Linked DNA regions of Mus musculus: regions 2 and 3 are each linked to region 1. A link is a contact called in public HiChIP or PLAC-seq data. All regions are on one chromosome and are shown on one strand. Each heading gives the region's core, a stretch centred on a gene start, on an enhancer-like site or on the middle of the called end of the contact. The rest is flanking DNA. Distances are from core to core; before and after follow the strand shown. Region 1 holds the start of Wdr78 (WD repeat domain 78). Region 2 overlaps Sgip1 (SH3-domain GRB2-like (endophilin) interacting protein 1). Region 3 overlaps 4921539E11Rik (RIKEN cDNA 4921539E11 gene).

Region 1 (3,328 bases), core at 539-3,038:
GGTGTTCTTCTTCAATGACCTCTGAACTTATCTTGACTTTAGTGGGCAGGACTACAGGATGCAAAGCACAGCAGCACATTACATATGGAGGCTCCACAACCAACAGAAATTATCTTTTCCTTTGTTCTTTTATTAATGCCATCCTAAAACACGTAGAGAAATTTGACCCTTCAAAGGATAGTTTGGGTTCCTTTCATAATCTTTTTCATATAATTTCATCCAGTGGCCTTATTTTATCATCTTATCAATATTTGCAAACTAGTTATAAATCTTAACGTTGCTGATGTCACTTTTATATCACCCAAAGTCTTGGAAGGGTTGGCCATTAGCACGCCTACAACACCAGCACAGACAATAATCATGTTTTTATTACATGAGGGAGCTTGCCTTTGCCCTCCCTTCATCTCCAGTCGTGCCCTTGCCTACCAGCATCACATCCGTCTTGTCTGCATTGAACCTCAACCAGTTGGTTCTTAACCACGTCCGAAACTCAGCCAGGCACTGGGAGAATCGAGCCACCACACCATCTGGATTAAAGGAAAGAAAGCCTCAGTAGCAAAGAGACAGAGACAGTTACCTCAAGCTCACTCAGTCTCACATTTTCAAAAGATGTCCCAGAACCAGGTCAACCGCCCCGTGGGAATTTCAGCAAAATGAAACAAAGATTGAGTCCTGCAATTTATAAGCAATGCTAAAGATTACAAAGAACCCAATAATTACATTTCTGTATTTCACCCATGATTTGAGAAAAGTCTAGTCAATTCCGGGTCATCTCCGTTAAGCGGTCTTAGAAACCTAGCTGGTCTTAAAATTGCCTAAGGTCTTCTGCAAAATTACAAAAATTGAGGTTTAATAGAAAAACTGAAGCCCTCCCCGGGAGTGGGGGAAGAGACTTGCCCAAGGTCACACAACATGCAAGGACCAGAGATGGGAACCAGGCCAGCAAGCATCTACATTACAAGCTAAAAGAATAAGGCCACTCGCGGGGGAGATAGGCACTGGGAGCGGCTGGTTCCCTGCAATGCTGTCTCTGAGTCTCTCGCCCCTCTAGCTCCCTCCGACAACGGCAGGTTGACCCAGGTTGCGCCTATCACCTCAAGGGATGCTCTGCTAAGAGAGCCAACCTCAACTGGCTGGACAGCTAGAGAAATCAGGGGCACAGAGGTGGAGCCACGGGGGAGTGGCCAGGAAGCCACACCCCTGCCGCGGAGCGAGGGCCGACCGAAAAGGGCGGGAGCTGGCCTGCCCGCCCCGCAAACTCACTCCGCAGCGTAATCCCGGCGCGCCGCGGAAGCGGCGAAGATTGGGCGCCGCCGCCGCCACCGCGAAGGCCGAAAGACCGGGGAGGGGCGGGGCGGAAACTACGCATGCGCGCCAGACGGCAGCGCCTCCAAGCCGCCAGCCCTCCCGGTACACTCGGGCAGCCCCGCCCCGGAAGTTAGGAGTCTTCCGGGCGGCGCTCTCCCGTGGGGGGAGGGGAAGTGGGGAAAAGGAGACTGCGAGCGCCCCTGGGGCCCCGGTTCCCGATCGAAGGATGGGTAAGATGGTCTGTGGAGGCTGCACTTACAGCCGCCGCTGCTGCCGCCGCCTCCGCTGCTGCCGCCGCCGCCTGGAGACGCCCCATCCATCCGCCTGCAGCCGGGAGACTCGCAGCCTGGGAGGGGCCTAGGGCCTGGGCCGCCCGCCTCCTCCGAATCGTCGCCCGAGCTTCCTCCAGCTCCACCAACCCTCTACCCTCCCCTCCGCCTCCGCCCTCCTCCTCCACCTCGAGCGGCCAGCCAACCGCGCGGCCGCTTCTTGAGCCAGGCTCCGCGGTCGCCATGGCGCCCGGCAAACATTCCTGAGCTGCTGAGCGGGCAGTTGGGAGTCCGGGCATCGCCGAACCTGCTGGGGAAGGGGGCGCCGAGCCCTGGTCTAAAAAGTCACCACCATGCATAGCTCTCCGACGAGCACCCGCAAGCAGGCCAGCTTCGCCGCGTAAGTTCCGCACTAGATCCGTGTGGCCCGTTCCTCTAGATCCCGGAGAGACAGCCAGCCCTTCGGTTTGGAAAGGGGTTCCCAACGCATTCGATCCCGCGGAGCCCCCCAGGCAGCGCCGGATCCTCTGGCTTGATTCGGTCTGTGTAAAAACTCCCGCTGCCGTGCTAGACCGGAGTTTGTCGAGGACCACCCTGCCTATTTCTTCCAAGCGCTTTTTCTTGTATTCTTTCATTAGGTCTCTCAACTTCCAAGCTGTCTCGTGTTCTGGCTCCTTGGTCTCTGAGCAACCAAAGCTAATTTTAATATGTACGCCAGCAGAGGATTTTTTTTTTTCATCTCTTTCTGCCAGCTTACCTTAAGACTCTTAACTGCTTAGTTCATGCCGCTAAGCTAGGAGAAAGGCCCAAAGATAATGTGGACTCGTGTGGCGTTGAACTTGGAAGTGGTTTGAATTTTCATTAAAATATTCCCCCTTTCATGCTCGAACATTTCAGTGGTTTTGCGGTCTTCCCAGAGCAGCCACATCTTTTCTTCCAACATCCTCTCAGCTAATTCGCCCTTTGAACTTACTGAAAGTTCTGAGGAGAGAGCCTTGCATTTGCCCTTGAGTTAAGTGCTCAGCCTTACATCGCTTCTCCGAAAAAGCGCTTTCCAATAGCTTACAACAGTCGGTTGGCACTTTAGTTGTTAACTAGCCAGTCACCAGCTTTGATCTAAATGACCACTTACTTTACTGAGTTTTGAAATGCTTCAGTTAGCTAATAGGACATTTTTCAATCTTCACTAGGCTCGTGGCTAGTTTCTGCTGTTATGTATCAATGTCTGTTTGTGTTTATAGATCAGGGTCTTTCGCCCTGTGTAGCCCTGGCTGATATGGAACTGGTTTGAAAGTGCTGGGATTAAATAAAGGCTTGGGCCACCTGGCCTGGCCTTCTTTTTCAAAATAGTTTACTAATCTGTCTCCTTCCTAAATATGTGTTGTGGAGGCAGGTGGTTCACTTCGTTGTTGCCTTGTGCCTTTCAAAGTTAAGTATATGCATGATTCACAAGTTTTCTTATCTCTTCAAGATCTCTCTCAAGAAAACAAAACTGAAGCAATTACACCCAGTGTGCTCGAAATTCATCCTCAGCGCTGTAATTTACTGCCCCTTTGTTTCCAGTCCGCAGCCATCCCAGTTCATTAAACTGCAACCCTTGCACTTCCTCGGTATGGGTCCTGCATCTTTACTGCCAAGCATTGAGGGCCACTTCACTTCGTCAAGTAGCTGTGCTCTCCAGACCTAACAGTCATTTCTGCATTGGAATAGCTGGCTGAATCGTCTGCTTGCCAACACCCTCCACATAGTAG
Region 2 (3,328 bases), core at 368-2,867, 150 kb after region 1:
TTTCTGGGGAGCTCCTGCCCTCTATACACTCTTGTTTGTGCCATACCCGGTTCCTGGGCAAACAGTTCATATCTGTAGACTAGATATTTATCTATCGTCTGTCTGTCTGTCTATCTATCTATCTATCTACCTTCCTATTGGGGGTGGGGAGGGAGGGAGAATGTATATACTTTGGCGCATATGTGGGAGTTAGAGAGTTAGAGGACAACTTGTGGTTGCTGGTTTTCTTCTTCCATTGTCTCAACTTCTAAGGAGTCAAACTGGGTTATCAGGCTTGGTGGCAAGCACCTTTATTCACTGATCCATCTCACCAACTCAAAACTACACATATTCTTATTTTTTTTTTAAAGAATTATTATAGTATGTGTATACATGATGTGCGTGTGTGTGAGAATGTATGAGGCAGTACACATGGGGAGGTCAGAGGACAACTATTTTAAGTTGCTTTCTCTCCTTACACATTGGGACCTAACCCATGCTTCCAGGTTCACATGGTCAGGTCAGTGCCTTTAACTTGCTGAGCCATCTCATAGACACATTAAAGGTTGCTTTTAAAGTAAAAAAAAAAAAAAAAAAAAAAAAAAAATCAGATCTTCCCAGGCCTTAGCTTAGCCTGTCTAAATTTCAGAAAGTTAGGTACGTGGAAAAAAACCAAAAATCCCTTCTTAGGAATCTAATGCTCCCCTGCCTTTGGTACGCCACACATTTTTTTTTCCATTTTTTATTAGGTATTTAGCTCATTTACATTTCCAATGCTATACCAAAAGTCCCCCATACCCACCCACCCCCACTCCCCTACCCACCCACTCCCCCTTTTTGGCCCTGGCGTTCCCCTGTACTGGGGCATATAAAGTTTGCGTGTCCAATGGGCCTCTCTTTCCAGTGATGGCCGACTAGGCCATCTTTTGATACATATGCAGCTAGAGTCAAGAGCTCCGGGGTACTGGTTAGTTCATAATGTTGTTCCGCCACACATTTTTATGCTTTCTTTCCTGTTTCAAAAATACATGTTCAAGTCAAAACTTAGTCTGTCAATCTTGTTTGTCTATACAGTGGCAGGACTTATCCCACTGACTTCAATCAATATACAGATCAACCAGGTGGGAATGGTGGCTCAGCCCACCACGAGAAACAGACCCTGCACAAGCAGCCAGAACCTTTGTGCTGGAATTGCCAGTTCATCTGTACTTAATTCAGTGATCAGTTTGCTCTCTAATGGGCTGTGGGGATAGGAGCTGTGAGGAGGCAGAGAAATCACAGCCAGTTCCTGTTCGAGGAGGGAGAGCTACCCACTTACCTGCAGCAAACCTCTTCTTAATGAGTGAAAACCGGTAGCCTGCTCCAACAAGTTCAATGTCACAGCCAGAGAGAGTACTTCCTTCACTCGTGAACTGCACAACCAGCGGGGAAGGTTTGCTCGGGCCTTCGGATAACTGAAATCTCGCCAGTAAAGAACCTACGCCTTTAAAAGAAGAGCGTTACCGCAAGACAGCAGTTGGCAGCACTCTGCATGCAACTTTGAAGTCACACTTGAGGTGAACTGTGCAAGACTGGGCAGCCGAGGAAGCAGCGTATTCTTTGTTTGCAAAATGAGAGTGAGCAAAGCATCTTTGAGGAGCCTGAGCAGCTGGTCGGGGCACGTCAGCAGAGCGGTACTTTGAAATTTGTGACGTGCTACAAGGATGGCTACATCCTTTCCAGCCTGTGATTTACATCAGAGGGAGAAAGAAAAGCATCTACGGGGACATGACACAGGGCGGACTCATGCCGTGGTCTACGTGGGAGTTGAGGGCTTGGTGGGAAAGGAGAGAGAAAGGTCCCCTAAAAGCCAACTTGCTTTGATAGATGTTAGTAAGTAAAGAAAGACTAACAAAGCTTCTAGGGGTACGTGGCTTTGGGTTCATAGTTGGCCAATACCTGTAAGTTATGTCAGATTTAAGCCCGTGACTACAATTACCTCCATTTTCTGACTTCTGGGAGATATCGGGAATCTTCCATAATATTCTTTGTTGTTCAGCATTCCTAAAAAAATAAAAGGAAGGGCTTTCTCACACACAAAGGATTTGCTCAACAGATGCCACATTTCCAGATAGTGCTAAACTAGAACGTACTCCAAACGTTTAGCTCTGCCTAACTGTATCTGTTCCCCTACGTGCGTAATGTGCTTCCGTTTCCCTATTCTAAGGAGCCACAGCAATGTGAGACAAACAGAGGGTAACACAGTCCTTACAATACATCTACCCAGAAAGCAGATGCGAAGCGGTTGGTAATTGTGGTGTTTAGGTAACTTTCACTGCAAATGCTGGTTAGCGCTAGCTCACATTTGTTTTATTTTTTAAATATTAATTTATTAAAGGATATGAATGCTCTGTTTGCATGTACGCCTGCATGACAGAAGAGGGTATGGGATCCTATTATAGATGCTTGTGAGCCATTATGTGGTTGTCAGGAATTGAACTCAGGACTTCTGGAAGGGCGACCAGTGCTCTTAACCGCTGAGCCATCTCTCTAGCCCCCCACATTAGTTTTAAAGAAGTACTCTGCATTTTGCTGGTACTCGTGAAAAAAACTGAAGTCCTCCACATTCTCCCATTACAGATGATTCTAGCACTCAGAGATTTCCTCCAGTACCATCTGATGCCCACCAGCGAGTCTTTCTACAGTTTAGGGGCTCAATGGAACACTGCATTCCCCAGACTCTCTTGCAGTTAAGGTTCTAGCTCCAAGGGAGGCTCAGGTTTGGGAGGCAGAGGAGGCTGATGAACCCGTTTCCCTAGCCAGCAGCTGGGATGGAAAGAATCTTCAAACACGGGGTCCAGCCTGGGCCCCAGGGTGTGTGTGTGTGTGTGTGTGTGTGTGTGTGTGTGTGTGTGTGTGCTGAGAAGGAGTTAGGCCAGGCGTGTTTTCTGATCCTGGGAATCAAACTCTTAGGAGGCAAACCAACCTGATTTTCCTGGTAGCCAACTCCTCTCCTTCCCCAGGCCCTGTACATTCTGCAGTGCACTGGGAAACACTCACTTTCAGCTGAGATCCAGAGGAAAGCCTCTGCTCCATGCTTGCATGGTCAGCTAAACATTGGACTCTCCTGACTAAAGCCTTTTCCGCTCAACTGATCTGTAGTAGTTATCCGTTTCCACCCAAGTCCTCGGACTGGCCCTCTGAGGTCTCTTCCCACAGGGAAGCCTGGTGCTAAGAACTCTACAGTCCCTTAAGCAGGAGTCCTTTTAGAGGACAGAGCAGGGGCGGGGGGTGGGGGGTGAGGGGAAAGTGAAGCTGTTTACCAGACTGCTGGAGGAAGCACAGCCTGAAGCTTGGTCACTCCTCCGTC
Region 3 (3,328 bases), core at 500-2,999, 140 kb before region 1:
TTGTGGTGGTACAAATCTTTTTATTACCCTATCATTCGTACTATTATACATAGTCATAATTTTCTGCTTCTGACACTCCTGAATATTTCAAAGAAACATATATGTTTCTCTTTTATATATAAAAATAACTGAATATTAACCAGATCTGATTTTTTTTTTCCTGTCATCACTGAAGCTAAGTTTCTCGTATTTTCCTTTGGCTTAATTAATTTCTAAGTACTTTGTTGTAGAGGTTCACGGGCACCAAAACCTTAGTTTTCTTTTAAAGACATTTCTGAAGGAAATTTTTATTTGATACAAAACTCTGCCTTACTAATATGTATCTGAGTGATATTTTCACTTTTCCCATGTCAATGTGCCAGCATCCTTTGCCTCACAGCTCCTGGGTTCTCTTCTGAGCACTGGTTTGAGTTGCTGGTCCTGTATCTTATTTCTCACACTGCTTTCAAAGTCTTTCCATGATGTCTGGGTCTCAGCAGTTTGACTCTGTGCCCACTTATGGTCCTTCTCATATTGATTCTTCATGTACTTCTCTAAGCTTCCAGAATTTACTATTCATGTGTTTTGCCAAAATAAACAAACATACCAGCCTCATCGCATCAAATATTATTCTAATTCATTCTCCCTGGCCTTTCCTTCTGTTACTCAGACATGTGTATAGTTATTGTTCCACAGATTTCTGATTCACATACATGTGTGTATATGTATGTGTGTGTGTGCATGTGTGTGTATATACATATATAACTTCAGTATTCTATCTGTAAATTCCTAAACTTTTGCTTTTACATCTCTTTGTTTTAAATTCAGCCAGAGATATTTTTAAATTCTAAGTATTACTTATTTTTAGTCTTATAATTTTCACTTTTTAAAGAGTTGAGGGAAAGCATCAATGAAAGTGGAAGAGGGAAAGCAATGGAGAGTAATGGTAGAATGGTTCAAAATTCATGTTATACACATATAAAAATGTCAAAATGAAACCCATTATTTTATACACAAGAAAAAATTTAAAATCTCTGACTATCCGGATCCCCTTAGGGCTATCCTCACTTAACTTTTTTTTGACTGAAACTTCATTTTCCTGGTTCTCTATACATCAACTTGGATTTGCTGAATGTCATGACTGTTGTATTTAGGACATTCAGTTCCCTACCTTCAAAAAACATTGTCTTATCAGTTCCCCTTGATGCACTGAAAAGACAAAATACTCTTAAAAGAACAGCTTGTATTTTAGCTTAGTTATTTCCATCTTAGCTGGCTGACTATAGTCTTCCCCAAACGGTATGGATCTGAGTCAGCCAGAGACTTGGTCAGAAACCGTCCTGTTGGCTTTCTCTTCCTAGCCTTCCCCCATCACCTTCCAGCAGCTTTGGTTGCCCTGAACTCTGTCCTGCTTTTTCCTGGCCAGTGGCTTTACTATCAGGTGTATGCTCAAGGCCAGCTGCAGCCTGCCGTCCAGTGAAACCTCATATAAACGCCAACTTCACTCTCTTCAAATCACTGAGACCGAATTCAGTGGTTTATCTTTCTCACTATTTTCTTTCACTCTGCTAAATGAGAGGAGAGAGAGAGGGAAGTGTGTGTTTGTGTGTGTGTGTGTGTGTGTGTCTGTGTGTGTGTGTGTGTGTGTGTGTGTGTGTGTGTGTGTGTGTCTGTGTGTGTGTGTGTGTGTGTGTGTGTGTGTGTGCTATTTCTTATCTGAGGTAGGGCATTCCTGATAAGAGACTGCTTACTCATGGTGAATCAGAATTGCCAAAGGCATTTTCGGTTTGGTGTGTTTGCTCAGTTTCTTTTCTCTTTTACAAGTGCCTGTGTGCTGCCTGTCTCTGTTTCTCTCTCTCTCTCTCTCTCTCTCTCTCTCTCTCTCTCTCTCTGTGTGTGTGTGTGTGTGTGTCTGTTTCTCTGTGTGTGTGTCTTTCTCTCTCTCTCTCTGTCTCTCTCTGTGAGTGTGTGAGTGTGTGTTTTCTTGAGTGTACAGGTTCCATCATTATTTCTAGTTCATTATTCTATCCTTTCTAAAAATTCATAAGCAATGATGGATGTCGCTTTCTTCTTCTTTGTTTTCTTTCTTTGCATGGGTTAGGGGTTGAATGTATGGACTTGCACATGCTAGGCAGTGCTCTACCAGTGGTCTAGACCCCACCTCCCAAACACACACCCTCTTTTACTTTTTGTTTTGAGGCTAATAACATGAATAAAATGCTGCCCCAGGGTAGCTTCAAAATTGTGATCCTCCAACCTTAGTCTCTCAAGGAGCTGCAGTCATAGACCCAGTTGGGTGTCAGTCTCAGCAGTTCATAGACTACTGGGTTCATTGTCTCAGCTACGCTATTGGTTGTTAGTTTTACAGTCATAAACTTTAAAATTGTGTTAAAATAGTTATATCGTATAGATTTATGGTGGTTCTATTTGTAATAGTGGTTTCATCTAAACACAGACCCATTTATAGTATTGTTGCTATTGAGTATACTATTTATAGTATGTTGGACCTGGCGTGGTGGTACCTGCCTGTCATCCCAGCACAGGAGAGGCAAGAGGACTGCAACAGCAAAGCCAGCCTGGGTCACACAAGAAGACCCTTTCTCAAGCATGCAAGCAAGCAAATACTGAAACAGTAACCAAAACATTACATCATTTTCCTGCCATTTTAGCTCACCGGGAAATGAATTATAAAAAACATTATCTCTTAGAGACCTTGCATTCATATAACTTCATTTGAAGTTCCAGGACAGCCAGGGCTATACAGAGAAACCCTGTCTCGAAAAAAAAAAAAAAATGTATACTGTTAATTAGCATGTTATTTAGCACTCTACATGTCTTATAAAAAAAATCCTAACATTATGAGATTAGAGTGTAGGTTTTTACATCATCTTTTCAGGCTTTGATGTTAAGACTACACCTGATCATGTAAACAACTGAAAAGGGTTTTGTTGTTTGTTTGTTTAAGTTAATTGACACAGGCTCCTTTTGTGGTTGGTTGGTTAGTTGGTTTGTCTGTTTCCTACATGAAAGTTTGAAAGAACTCATCCATCAATCTATTTGGGCCTGGTTCTTTGAAATAGACTTAACTGGTGCATAATAACTACATTCAGTTACACATGTATATTTTAATGCACACATACAATGCATAATTATCAAATCAGGATAATTAGTATATCCATCACCTCAAACATTTACTTCTCTGTGTTGAGAAACATTCCAAATGCTCTCTGCTAGTTATTTTGAAATGTGTAACTATAGTCACCTCACTGTGGTCTAGAACAATAGAGCTTAATCTTTCCTTTTGTGCTGGGCAGGGAACCCAGGCCTGGCTCTTGTTAGGCAAGCCTGT

What was found. HiChIP or PLAC-seq counts read pairs in DNA pulled down with a chosen protein or histone mark.
Region 2: an H3K27ac HiChIP or PLAC-seq map of regulatory T cell precursor shows a contact between it and region 1, with 4 times the contacts expected there. The contact joins the enhancer-like site here to the promoter of Wdr78 in region 1. A contact is called at or near these places in 2 of 39 promoter capture datasets (cranial neural crest and pre-B cells), 1 of 484 Hi-C or Micro-C datasets (embryonic stem cells), 7 of 115 datasets of contacts at active chromatin or transcription factors (CD8 T cells, the SCID.adh cell line, bone marrow-derived macrophages and 4 more) and 2 of 9 other capture datasets (adipose tissue and liver).
Region 3: a contact with region 1 is called in a FOXA1 HiChIP or PLAC-seq map of pancreatic cancer cells. The contact joins the enhancer-like site here to the promoter of Wdr78 in region 1. A contact is called at or near these places in 3 of 115 datasets of contacts at active chromatin or transcription factors (bone marrow-derived macrophages, embryonic stem cells and pancreatic cancer cells) and 1 of 9 other capture datasets (adipose tissue).

The regions. Positions count from the first base shown.
Region 1 is chr4:103,112,759-103,116,086 of GRCm38.p6, reverse strand. It overlaps Wdr78 (WD repeat domain 78), which reads left to right and starts at 1,788. Exons shown (of 17, transcript NM_146254.4): 1 at 1,788-1,977. The coding sequence starts at 1,931. It also overlaps a transcript of Mier1 not described here.
Region 2 is chr4:102,966,305-102,969,632 of GRCm38.p6, reverse strand. It overlaps Sgip1 (SH3-domain GRB2-like (endophilin) interacting protein 1), which reads right to left. Exons shown (of 26, transcript NM_001285852.1): 23 at 3,282-3,328; 24 at 1,958-2,022; 25 at 1,298-1,462. It overlaps Gm12709 (predicted gene 12709), which reads left to right. Exons shown (of 4, transcript NR_040444.1): 4 at 1,054-2,367. Among named protein-coding and RNA genes, the nearest start is that of Tctex1d1, 18 kb to the left of the region's middle. Within about 2 kb of position 1,617, at least 17 of the 459 cell types and tissues checked have an H3K27ac peak or open chromatin away from gene starts, as enhancers often do. A contact at or near this core is called in CD8 T cells, the SCID.adh cell line and regulatory T cell precursor, where this site is marked.
Region 3 is chr4:103,248,017-103,251,344 of GRCm38.p6, reverse strand. All of the region lies in intron 5 of 4921539E11Rik (RIKEN cDNA 4921539E11 gene), which reads left to right. Among named protein-coding and RNA genes, the nearest start is that of Slc35d1, 35 kb to the right of the region's middle. Within about 2 kb of position 1,749, at least 30 of the 459 cell types and tissues checked have an H3K27ac peak or open chromatin away from gene starts, as enhancers often do. A contact at or near this core is called in pancreatic cancer cells, where this site is marked.